Linked DNA regions of Sus scrofa: regions 2 and 3 are each linked to region 1. Evidence: chromatin contacts called from public HiChIP or PLAC-seq data. All regions are on one chromosome and are shown on one strand. Each heading gives the region's core, a stretch centred on a gene start, on an enhancer-like site or on the middle of the called end of the contact. The rest is flanking DNA. Distances are from core to core; before and after follow the strand shown.

Region 1 (3,843 bases), core at 881-3,380:
CACCATGAAGGTAACTCCCCAGGTTGCCCATTTCTAAAATGAGGTCTAATAATCCCTAATTTACAGCTTTGCCCTGGGGATTAAGTGTAAAACATGCATAGAATCTGTGTGGCTCCGTGCCTGCCACCCAGTAGGGACTTGCTCATCCAGCATCTATTATTTATTACAAACGCAAATTGGGGGGGGGGGGTAAGCGCACTGTGCAGTTTGCCCTGCTCCCTCTGGGAGTGACCCTGGGTGCACACTTGCCTATAAATTACTCCAGGAGGTTTGACAAACGGCTGCAGGATCACCCTCGAGGCACTGCACCTTTCCTTGAGTATCAGTGACCCCAATTTCAGCTGGGGGGGGATAAATCTTCTTCCATTTTAATAAAATTTCTCAGGAGTTAATGGCAAGTAGGAATGTCACTGGAGGAAGCCTCTGGAAACTGCAGAGCTGAGCGTGGGGAGTGTCCCAGGGGGCCAACCTCTGAGAAGATGCCCGTGTACTGTGATGGGGAACATTTTGAACCTGAAACAGGAGGAATGTGGTGGGGAAGGTGGGGCGAATTCAATCTCCTCAGCCTCCCCCACACAAATCAATCACAAAGGAAATGGGCATTTGAGGAAAAAGTTCCTTTAAAATGTATTGCTATTTGTATTTCTATTACCTCATCTCATAAATCTCGTTTCCCGCGTCCTATGATTCCTTGAGCAGAACAGCCCGGATCTTTTACAGTCTCTTAATGGGCTCATTTTTTTTTTGACTCTTTGAGACAGACAAAGGAGTCTTGGAATCCACCAGATGGGAACGGGAGCAGGTTAGAGGACCAACTAGAGGGTCACTTCAGACGCAGAAAAGCTGATGGGAAGCTGACCTTCCAGACATCTTCAAGTTACTGAAATTTTTGACTTCCCTTCTGAAGAAGATTTCAAGGCAATAAAAACATAATCAGAAGGTCTATGTTATAACTTACTTAAGACTGCTTTGTTTCATGTTCAGCATCCATATGTCCTGAAGTTTATTCAACGGGTACTGTTCCCCCTATTTTACTGTTCAATTGTATTTCATTCCACTGTTTGGATAGCATCGATGTGTCCACAAACTTCCCATATTTTAGCTACCAAAGGATATAATCCAGTTTGCCTCACATCCCCCACATTATAAAAAATGCGATAATTTTTGGTTGAGGAAATAAAACCATTGCAATATACACCCTTTCTTTTGCAAATGAGGAAAGTTGGATCTTACTACAGGTTGGTGTCAGCACCATGAGGCTGAAATCCAGTTTTTCTGACCCTTGATACATCACTCCCTTCTCCTACACTAGGCAGCCATCATATTCACTGCAAGCTCTTAAAAGCCTTTGTTCAAAAAAGTTGAAGAAGCACTTTAATCCCGACAATATATCCCAGAACCCCCAGCCCTGTCTCGTTACAGAGAAGAAAAATCAAGTTGAATGCTATGTACATAATGTCATGGAGGCATTCTCTTTATTTTATCGATCTAAATTTTTATTTTTAATTTTTTTATTTTACGTGTATATGTGTCATCAGCACATCCTCTTCCTTCAAACATGCAGAATCAGGTCTGATTGTTTTTGCATCCACAGGAGGCTTATTGCGTCAAGTCTTGGCATCTCTACTTGATTTAAAACAAAGCACTTTGTGGAGATAATAAGATACTCAAAACTCTTCTTGTCCAGGTCCAGCACCTGCCATGTTCCAGGAACTATACTAGCTATTAGGTATTAGAAGTTAATAAAAAGTTGAAGGCCCTACCCTCTTAGAATTTAGAGTTGGACTTAAGCATCCTGAGCACGAGCGTCTAAGAAGGGCTCTTAGGCTGTCCAGGTCTCGAAAACCCAAGGTCTGGCACAGTTTAATTAAATGACCATCCTTCCCAATTAGCCGTGAAAAACACTGCTTGTATAACTATGTCATTATCACTTCCTGCCTGGATTAGTGTAATCCGTGATATGCAGGCCTTCTGTGCTCCAGCATTTCCTCTGGGGATTTGCAACTTTTGCAAAACCCGAGCTTTAGAATGCAGGCTGGAGCCAAAAGTTCATTACTCACTTCACTCCTATGCCAAGCAAGCTTCATGGGCTTCCTTGACAGTGCAGCACGCACAGTACATGTTCTGTAGTTCAAAGGATGAGCAGAAAGCTCTTCCCCAGACCTGGGGCTGTCTTGGCAGTTTAAGTACACACTTCTCTCACCCCAAGCAAAAGGTGGCAAGTGCCAGCCCCAGACAACATATGTGTTCATCTCCTGTTGCCTGTCAAGAAAAAGCTAGATGCTATAGAAATGATTCCGACCTCAGCGGGACTGGCTGGGCCCTTTCTTGCAACTCCACAGTTTTGTTTTTTAGAACAGCTACTCCCTGGGGGACTTCCTCAGGTAGGACAACGGTCTTTAGGACCACGATGTTCATTTTTTTCTATCAGAAACTCACTTTTCTTTTTTCAGAAATGAAGTAATACTAGAGATCAAGCAGAAATATTTCAGACAAGGAAGCGGAAGCTGAGAGAAGCAGAGAGCATGCTTTAGCCAAGGTCACAGCTAGGACTAGACTCTGCGTCTCCTAATTGATCTAAAGAACTACTGTGTCTTCTCTGATAAATAGTTCTGATTCCAGTGACCTGTGCCATATGGCCACCTTCTCCCTCTGTATTTATAGGAAGGACCATTTCTATGTGTAGGCTGTTGAACTCCTCTGTGCCGTAATGGAAAGGTCCTGAAAGCTAGACACCATTTCTCATTGATAATATTGCTCAGGTATTACCTCAAAATAGATTGTCAGCACCAGAGCAGGAGAAAAGCCCATGAAAGGCTATTCCAGCTTTTGAAAACACCACCAGCATTTTCACAAAGCCAAACTGCATGAGACAGATCAAAGAGCATTACACTGCCTTCTGGTTATGGGTCACTCTATCTCTGTGAATCTAGTCACAAAAGCACAGAAATTCAGAGCTGGGAGGGACTTCACAGATCATCTTGTCAACTCCTTCAGTTTAAAGGTGAAGAAAAGGAGACCCAGAGAACACGGGAGACTCGCCCCAGGCCATAGAACTAGTTATAAGGAAACTGGCCTGTCCTTTCCCCTCTGTCACGCTGTCCCATAACAAAAGGCTTACGCCACCTGATAGATCCAGTGGTTGGGCCAACAAGACTCTTGCTATTCAGCTCTTGATGTGAATTTCCTAAGAACATAAGATGCTTTTGATTTTTTTTAAAGAGTGATACAGATTGTGACAAAGCCCCAAAGGGACCTCGTCCAAAGCAAGAGAATTGCACAAGCCAATGTGCAACAAATTCCTGGGCATGATACAGAAAAAAAGAAGAAAGAGGAAGAAGAGAAAGAAGAAGAGGAGGGGGGAAGGGGAAGAAGAAGAAAAAGAACAAGAAGAAGAAGGGGAAGAGGAGGAAGAAGAAGGACAAGGAGAAGAAGAAGAGGAAGAGAAAGAGGAAGAAGCAGCATCATCAGCAGCAGCTGCCACCTATCTCCCAACATAGAAAAAGAAGAAAACCACCCCATCATGGTCTCAAAAGAAGTCTAATCTTTGAAGTATGATGCTTTAAGACAGCTAGCGTGGCACTTTCATAACTAAAGTGAGTACCAAAAATGTCAAATTCTAGTTTAAAAACAGTAAGACTCCCCACAGAACTGATTAGGGGGAAAACCTACCCACCCTTTCTACTTTCCTCTTCACTTAACTTGGGTAATATATTTCCCTAAATGTCTAGCACCCAAAACCTCCAAGGGCAAGAACTTTGTTAAAATAACCTTTCTTACTTTAAAAATCATACATACTTTTTTATAGAAAATGTGTAAAAATACAGAAAGTTATCAAGAAGA
Region 2 (3,843 bases), core at 396-2,895, 160 kb after region 1:
TCTGACCTCTCTGAGAGAGAGCAGAGGTTATAATGTCTTCAAGGAACTCATTTGTCTTCAAGACATTACAATGAACTTTGGTAAAACTAAGTTTATTCTTTAAATGGATCCAAGGCCTACTCACAGTATAATCTGCCCCTTGATACATTCTTACATGTAAAGTGAACATTTCACCAAGAATCTCCAGGTATGGATTCCTGAATCTTGAAGAAGCCACTCCAATGACTTATCAGCTTTGTTGCCTTCTCTCTGCCCACCGTAGATATCAATAATGAACTACCATGGCCTGCTTTCCCACAGAGCTTAGATATTTCCTTAGAATCCTCAATACAGCCCACCAGGTGACAACTTCCAACCTTCCCTGGGATGCAAGTTGAAACATATTTGTCACTCACAGATCCTACATGTTCAAGCACTTTCTAACTCTTAAAAAATATGGGAATGGCAGCTGTTTCAAAGAGTAATCTGTGACCTGTAGGCATTCATTCTGAATTCTCTCTGCACTTTGGAGGATGAGTTGGTCTTAATTGTTATTAACTTTCAGATGTCTTGCTGCACATGGCTTTCAAACTCAGGCTTGGCTCATGTGTGAGCTGCAGTCTGAGATCGCATGTGTAATTACCTTCTAGAGGTAGTCAGAAACCATGACTAGACACACAGACAGTGGCATCATCCACTCTGCTCAAACCCAACTCCACCATATCTGACTGAGTGACCTGGCAGATCTCACACCTCAACTTCCTCATCTGTCAAATGGAAATAAGATCACACCAACCCACTTGATAATGTGATTACGAGGAAACTTGGGTTGATACTCCAAAAACACTTAGAAGAGTACCTGACATGTTAAACATTTAATCAATCTGATTAAAAAATATTGGACCAAAGGAATACCTCAAAGATCAGTGTTTCACAGCTGGTGCAGAGAACATTTAGCCATAGAAATATAAAGGGTTGAGGTCCTTTAAAAATGCATGCTCCCCACAGTTTAGTTCAACATTTACCAAATACTTGCTTATGTGATGTCTGACACTGTTATGACAATGGAAATACAAAGATAAATAAGGCACTTCTCCACCTTGAAGTAAAAATCTTAACAACTATGAAGCCCTATATTTTTTTCAAGGTAATGAGAAAACACCCACCATCAGCATAAAAAAATACATTCAATCTGGATCTGAATGCATTCAAAATCACTTTTCAGCAGAGTAGCAGGTCTCTCCCTTAAGCTCCATCTAAGATCTGATTCCAAAATAAGCAACAGCAAGGAGAAAAACTTAGACCAATCTTGGTTTCAGAGATGAATCTGCTTCTTTGATTCAGGATCAAGTTTCTTTTCATAACAACCTTGGAGCCCTCTCTCCCCAGACCTGCGGGTTGACTCACTAGACTCATAAGAAATAAAGGTAGCAAAGTGCAGGCTTTCATAAATTCAAAATGTTTTCTCACTTTGCCTTGTATTCTTACAAATTAATGAATTTTTTAAAAATTTAAAATTAAAAAAAAAAAAAAACACAAGACTGTCTTTTTCCAGCCTCCCTTTTCTAGATTTGATGTGCCCTGGGTGTCTGACATCCTCATTCCATTCATGATTTCCATTCTTTCTTGGAGAGTCATTGCTTCAAAATATGTGTGGGTGTGCTTCTGGGAGCTCAAGACACTCTATGTCCTCATCTTAGATGCAAATTCGGTGGTGCATTTGGGGCCCAGCTACTCCACTCTGTCAGCTGTGTGCCTTGCAGAACCCAGAGGTCAGGACAGTGGCTCAACACACTAGCAGAGTTAGCATAGGCCAATTCAAGCCTCTTACCAGTCTCTAAAATGAGTATAATAATACCCCAGAGAATAAACAGAGTTAACTTGTGTGTACACATTCGATAAACTGAAAATTTGCCATTCAAAAATAAAGACATTAGTAGTATTTCTCAGCTGCTCTGTATAGTATAAAAAAGCTACACTCACCTTATTTACAACACGGGGTTTCTGTGTGGACAATAATGGTTGTATACCTGTAGGATGATGATATGATGACTATTGCAAACCAGTTACCACTTCTGCCTGCCTCCTGAGAGAGCCTGCTATGCCTCCACTTCCTTCTGGCCCAGGTGCTCATCTCCTGACCCTTTCTTTCCTGTTTCTATGGCTAAAGAGAGATGATATTCTTCTTTTCCTCAAAAGAAGCCTTTCAGCCATTCCTCTTTCATTCTCAAGCCTCAATGACTTCTAACAAAATGATCACAATAGCTTCAAGGAACAGAAGATGCTGACATGGCCACCCTCCTCCTTAGAAGCATCAGAACCAGCATCTTGCACAGACTAACCAAAGCAGCACACAGCCTGGACCACTGTGCAGGCAGCCGTCCAGGCTCAGAGCAGCACTGGCAAAGGAGACCATCTTCTAGCTCTGAAGGTAACCGTTTGTTTAGGGTTATCATGTGTCACTTCTCAGAGTGTTTACTTCATTTTAATGAACCCAAATCATTCTCCAATCAGCCACCTTAAGGAACAAAGAACTGTACATTATTTATCACTAGTTAAATTGATCTCATTCTTTCATTTGTTTGTTGACTCTCTGTCCGTGCACCCTTTCTCATTAAAATATAGACATCATCCAACAAGAACTTTGCCTCTCCTAGGTGGCCCAAAGGCCTGACATAGGATCCAGCATACAGCAAGGCACTCAATGTATGTAACTTCTATGCCATTATCCTCCTCCTTGCACCAATATTTTCTATTCATGAGATATTGGGCTTTAGAATTTCAATCTGGAAACAATCTTTTTTTTTTTTAATACCCTGAGAGTCTGATTTCTAGGGCTCCTTTTTTTTTTTTTTTTTTTTTGTCTTTTTAGGGCCATACCTGAGGCATATGGAAGTTCCCAAGCTAGGGGTCAAATCGGAGCTGTAGCTGCCGGCCTACACCACAGTCACAGCAACGCCAGACCCAAGCTGCATCTGCGACCTACACCACAGCTCATGGCAATGCCAGATCCTTAACCCACTGAGCGGGGCCACGAATCGCACCTGCATCCTCATGGATGCTAGTCAGATTGTTTTCGCTAAGCCACGACAGAAATTCCAATCTGGGAACAATCTTAAAAGGTCATCATGCCCCTGTATGTTTCAAATGGTTGTAGCACATGGAGTCATGTTTTTAATCACACTAAGGCATATCCATATCCCATATCCATATCTATAGATATCCACAATACATACATATATGCCTTAGTGTGATTAAAAACTACTGTTTTTATATATAACGTTATATATTTTAGTGTCATTAGAAACTTAGTGATATATAGTGAGTTCCCGTGTGGGTCAGTAGGTTCAGCATCCGGCATTGCCACTGCCGTGGCTCCAGTTGCTGCTGTGATGTGGGTTTGATTCCTGACCTGGCAACTTCTGTATGCCTCACATGCAGCCAAAAAAGACCTCTTGATATATATCGACACAGATATAACACATATACATAACATACACATAATTAAACAGGAGGTGGGGAACTTGGAGGCCCACCACATGTATCTCTGTCTCTCTTTCTTACATCCATCCCTGAAAAACTTGTGAGACATCTCTAGTTTAAAAGCCACTGATCTAGTCATTCACTCAACGAATATTCATTGTGGGTCCAAAATGTTCCAGGAACTGCTAGGGGCTGGGGATGCGCGTGGTGAACAAGACTGACAAGGTCTCTGGTCTCATGGGGCTTATGTTCCAGTGGGGAAAGATAGGAAAGGCACAAATGAATGAGGAATCAACATAAACGCAGACGGTGATGGAAGTTATGAAGACAATAAAACCTCTACCAAGGGATAAGGTGACAGGGAAAGAGGAGAGAGGGACA
Region 3 (3,843 bases), core at 400-2,899, 140 kb after region 1:
CCGGGTAGAAGGTCAGGCTGGTAGTGTCCTTTGACCATGGTGGAGGCCTTTGCAGCAGACTCACAAATTAGGCCCTGGATCTGCTATTGACTCTGAGATCCTGGTCACATTACCAAAATTGCTATGCCTCAGCTGAGGTGATCTTTACAACGGGAAAAGATCCCTCAGAGGATTGTATGGAGGATGAAATGTAATAGGCTTAGCCCCACTCCTGGCTCATAGGAAGCACTGAATAAATGTTAAATATTTTACATTATAACTAGCCTCATGGTTTTGAATGAATCCTTTGGTACAAAAGATTTTAATACCAACTGACCAAGGGTCCTGGGTATTGGTAGGACCCTATATCTATTGTGCAAAAATTGAGAGAAAGAGAAAGACAGAAAGACAAACACAGAAAGAGAGAGATCAGTCAAAAATAGATTCCTTTTTTTTCCTAGAAATTAAGAATTCTGAATCCGCGTATGTGCCAGCTTTTCTGTCACCAGGGCTAGGACTAGAGCGAGGCATAGAATTCATGAAGACACTCACGCTCAGTGAATGCAAGACCTAGAGTGAATGCATCCTTAAATTTTGCACCTATGCACCTCAATGCCCTTATTCTAGTTCCAGCCCTGTTTGTGAGTACCCTCCTGTTGACTAGGTCAGTAGTTAGACTCCAGAGCAAAGTCATTCAACTTAGAGACCTTGAGGTCAAACTAATCCCAGTCCACACGGACATGTGTTAAAAGCAGAATGACTATCTTGATATCCTGTGTATGACCCATAATTGATATGACCAAATATTTCTCAGAGCTTTTCATTAGAGCTTATATACGCCAACAAATTCCTATCATCTTACATGCTGCGTCTTTTACCTGTTCTAAAGTAAAGTGCGTATACCATGGTCGAAGATGTCCTAGTAAACACAAAACTGGGAAAATTAATCAGCCACTTTATGGATTGTGCTTCTTGGACTCATACTCAGATAATACATTCAGGTGCTGACACTTTTACTTAAAAAAATTAATAGTGCTGGCAAAGAAAATCTAAATTGGATCATAATTGACACATTTTACAGTCACAATCACCCACTATAGGTAACTTAGTAATTGCTTCCTGCCTACAACACAAACACTGAAGAGCTATTGCAACCTCATTCTTCATACCTTTTACCTTTATTTGGGTTTAATATGCACTTTGTTGGGTGTGTGCTAGTCACTGTGCAAAATACTTTCTCATGTACTACTTCATTTAATCCTCATCAAAGCCCTGTCAAGGATTTCCACTTATTAGGATAAGATAACTTCTTTTTTTTTTTTTTTTTTTTTTTTTTTTTGTCTTTTTGTCTTTTTGCCATTTCTTGGGCCGCTCCCACAGCATATGGAGGTTCCCAGGCTAGGGGTCGAATCGAAGCTGTAGCCGCCAGCCTACGCCAAAGCCACAGCAATGCGGGATCCGAGCCGCGTCTGCAATCTACACCAGAGCTCACGGCAACGCCGGATCCTTAACCCACTGAGCAAGGCCAGGGATCGAACCCACAACTACATGGTTCCTAGTCGGATTCGTTAACCACTGTGCCACGACAGGAACTCCCAGATAACTTCTATTAGTTTAGTGTTGAAGATACGGATGTGTTTTCATGCCATGTTGCTTCATACAGTCAGGATTTTCAACATAGGTTGTGCAATAGTATAATGGGAAATGTCTCCACCTCTATCAACAATGACTGTCTAAGACATAGAGATTTAAATCATTTGATTTCAAAAGTATAAAAAAAGTTTGGATTATAAAGAGAAGAGGAAAAAAACCCCACTATGTACTGTACATCTGTTGCTTTGGCCTGCTTAGCATCCATTCTTCCCTCTTCTCTGTATACCACATTCCCCCCTATTTCCCAAGGAGAGCCACCCATCCTTCCGCTCCTTCTGCATTTGATCGGGATTGGACTGTCAATCATGGTGCCCTCTTCCCCTGGTCACGAAGTGGGCACATGATCCAAGACAGATCAACTCTGGAGGCTGGGAAGAATAACTCTTGGACAGAAACCAGGTAGAGTTGATTCTCCCCAAGGTGGTACCCTGGAGACAGGATTTTTCAGTTCCTGCTACTTGAAGCCTCAGAGCTGTCCTCATTCCTTCCCTCCCCAAGGTTTGCTTATTCAGACTTTTCCTGGATTCTACAAACAACCCCATGTCCCTCGAACAATTATTTTATTGACTAAATTAGCCAGAGTTCATGTCTATTGCTTGCAACTAAAAAATATATATGGATTATGGATATGTATCATCTTAATACTTTCATTAGAATTTATATGTATTACTGTCTAAGTTTTTCCATATTCATATTTTTACACAGGTAAAATTCACTTAATTATGTTCCTATTGTACATATGGATGTTTCTAAGGGTTTTATTATTATTATTATTATTTTAAATAACTCTACAATGATTATTTTCATGCATATCACTTTTTCCATATTTTGGATTCTTTCCTCTGAGAGATTCCCAGAAATGAAATTACTGAGTCAAAGGGTACCGATATTATTGTGGCTCTTGAAAGAAACTGCCAAAATGTTTTCTAAAAGGACTCTGCCAATTTATAATGAATTCAAGGACCCATTTTTACCAGACTTCTGGTCAACACTGACCATCCGTGCAGTTTTGACATTGTGTAGACGATGTTTTCTATACTCTCCTTGAAACAGTGGAGCAGATAATATGATTTACACATACTCTAGGAGAGAGAAGACTTTCTACTCAGGGTTCCTGAATTATTTCCTCAAGCAGAAGTATATTATTTCATCTTATAGAAATATCACATAATTTACCAATGTAGAAACTGCTTCAATGTCAAAGTACAAGTGATCTCAAAGAACAATTGATGCTATCCTTTGCTAACCTTGCTAGAATTATAGTTATCTCTATAGCAAAGTGGCAATTTCTCCTTAGGAAATGGTCCATGGCGTAGGAGCTAGTAGGAGCTAGTTTTCCATGAGTTCTAAGTATATACTAATAAAAAAAACTATGGAGACAATCCTTCTAATAGTTCCTTTTGGTGCATCTAAGAATTTTTAAATAAAGGAAATAAGGGGATCGGTTTTCTTTTCCTCTTCGGAGTGACTGCCATGACAGGAGTAGGGCTTAATGATGATGACTATGTAATAGGCCTTTGAAGAAGACAGACTGAGTACAAAAGATAAACTGTGTGTCCTGCAAGAACAGATCCAAAAAGATGAGCCCTGTTGGGACATGGATGGGCTGCAGAAAAGGCAGTTGGCCCAAGATGCCCTTGGTACCCACACAAGAACAGGATACTTCTCTGATTCCTGGGATCACTCTTGGCTCAAGAGTTGATAACGTCTATATCCTACTTGATCTCCGACCCAGGTGCCTAACTAGGTTAAAAAAAAAAAAAAATTAGAATGGCTATTGTGGGTCAGCTGGTCCCATGAACAACTTAGTGCACAATTACTATGTGCAAGAAAATGGGTGCCAGACCCCAGAATGGCCCTCAAACTCCATCCACGTGTGCACCTCCTTTCCCAACCCAGTGCCTTCGATGCTCACAGGATCTGCCCCTTCTAGTCTTTTGAATCTGTGAAGGCTGCTTGGGCCCTACTTCTTTCAAGTCAGCTTTGACTTCCCTTGGTCCCCAGGTCCCAATCCTGAGGCAGGGTCACTAGGTCTCCTGCTGAGGCCAGGTTCACGCTCTCTCCCCTCAGGATGAGGCGTCAGGCTGACTTATGTCTTCAGTAGGTAACAAGCCTAGAATTCTCCTAACACTGGGAGCCACAAAATTTAGGGTCAGTGAAGAAATTTGGAATATTTTCTGTGGGAAGTGGGTACCATTTAAAGATTGTTAG

Evidence for each region. HiChIP or PLAC-seq counts read pairs in DNA pulled down with a chosen protein or histone mark.
Region 2: a contact with region 1 is called in an H3K27ac HiChIP or PLAC-seq map of alveolar macrophages. The contact joins two enhancer-like sites. A contact is called at or near these places in 2 of 47 Hi-C or Micro-C datasets (alveolar macrophages and retroperitoneal adipose tissue) and 1 of 2 datasets of contacts at active chromatin or transcription factors (alveolar macrophages).
Region 3: an H3K27ac HiChIP or PLAC-seq map of alveolar macrophages shows a contact between it and region 1. The contact joins two enhancer-like sites. A contact is called at or near these places in 2 of 2 datasets of contacts at active chromatin or transcription factors (alveolar macrophages and skeletal muscle).

Annotation. Positions count from the first base shown.
Region 1 is chr9:28,190,346-28,194,188 of Sscrofa11.1, forward strand. All of the region lies in intron 1 of MAML2 (mastermind-like protein 2), which reads right to left. It overlaps LOC110262219 (a long non-coding RNA gene), which reads left to right. Exons shown (of 3, transcript XR_002346983.1): 3 at 1-3,843. Among named protein-coding and RNA genes, the nearest start is that of MAML2, 180 kb to the right of the region's middle. Within about 2 kb of position 2,131, at least 17 of the 83 cell types and tissues checked have an H3K27ac peak or open chromatin away from gene starts, as enhancers often do. A contact at or near this core is called in alveolar macrophages, where this site is marked.
Region 2 is chr9:28,353,071-28,356,913 of Sscrofa11.1, forward strand. All of the region lies in intron 1 of MAML2 (mastermind-like protein 2), which reads right to left. Among named protein-coding and RNA genes, the nearest start is that of MAML2, 18 kb to the right of the region's middle. Within about 2 kb of position 1,646, at least 10 of the 83 cell types and tissues checked have an H3K27ac peak or open chromatin away from gene starts, as enhancers often do. A contact at or near this core is called in alveolar macrophages, where this site is marked.
Region 3 is chr9:28,327,727-28,331,569 of Sscrofa11.1, forward strand. All of the region lies in intron 1 of MAML2 (mastermind-like protein 2), which reads right to left. Among named protein-coding and RNA genes, the nearest start is that of MAML2, 43 kb to the right of the region's middle. Within about 2 kb of position 1,650, at least 2 of the 83 cell types and tissues checked have an H3K27ac peak or open chromatin away from gene starts, as enhancers often do. A contact at or near this core is called in alveolar macrophages, where this site is marked.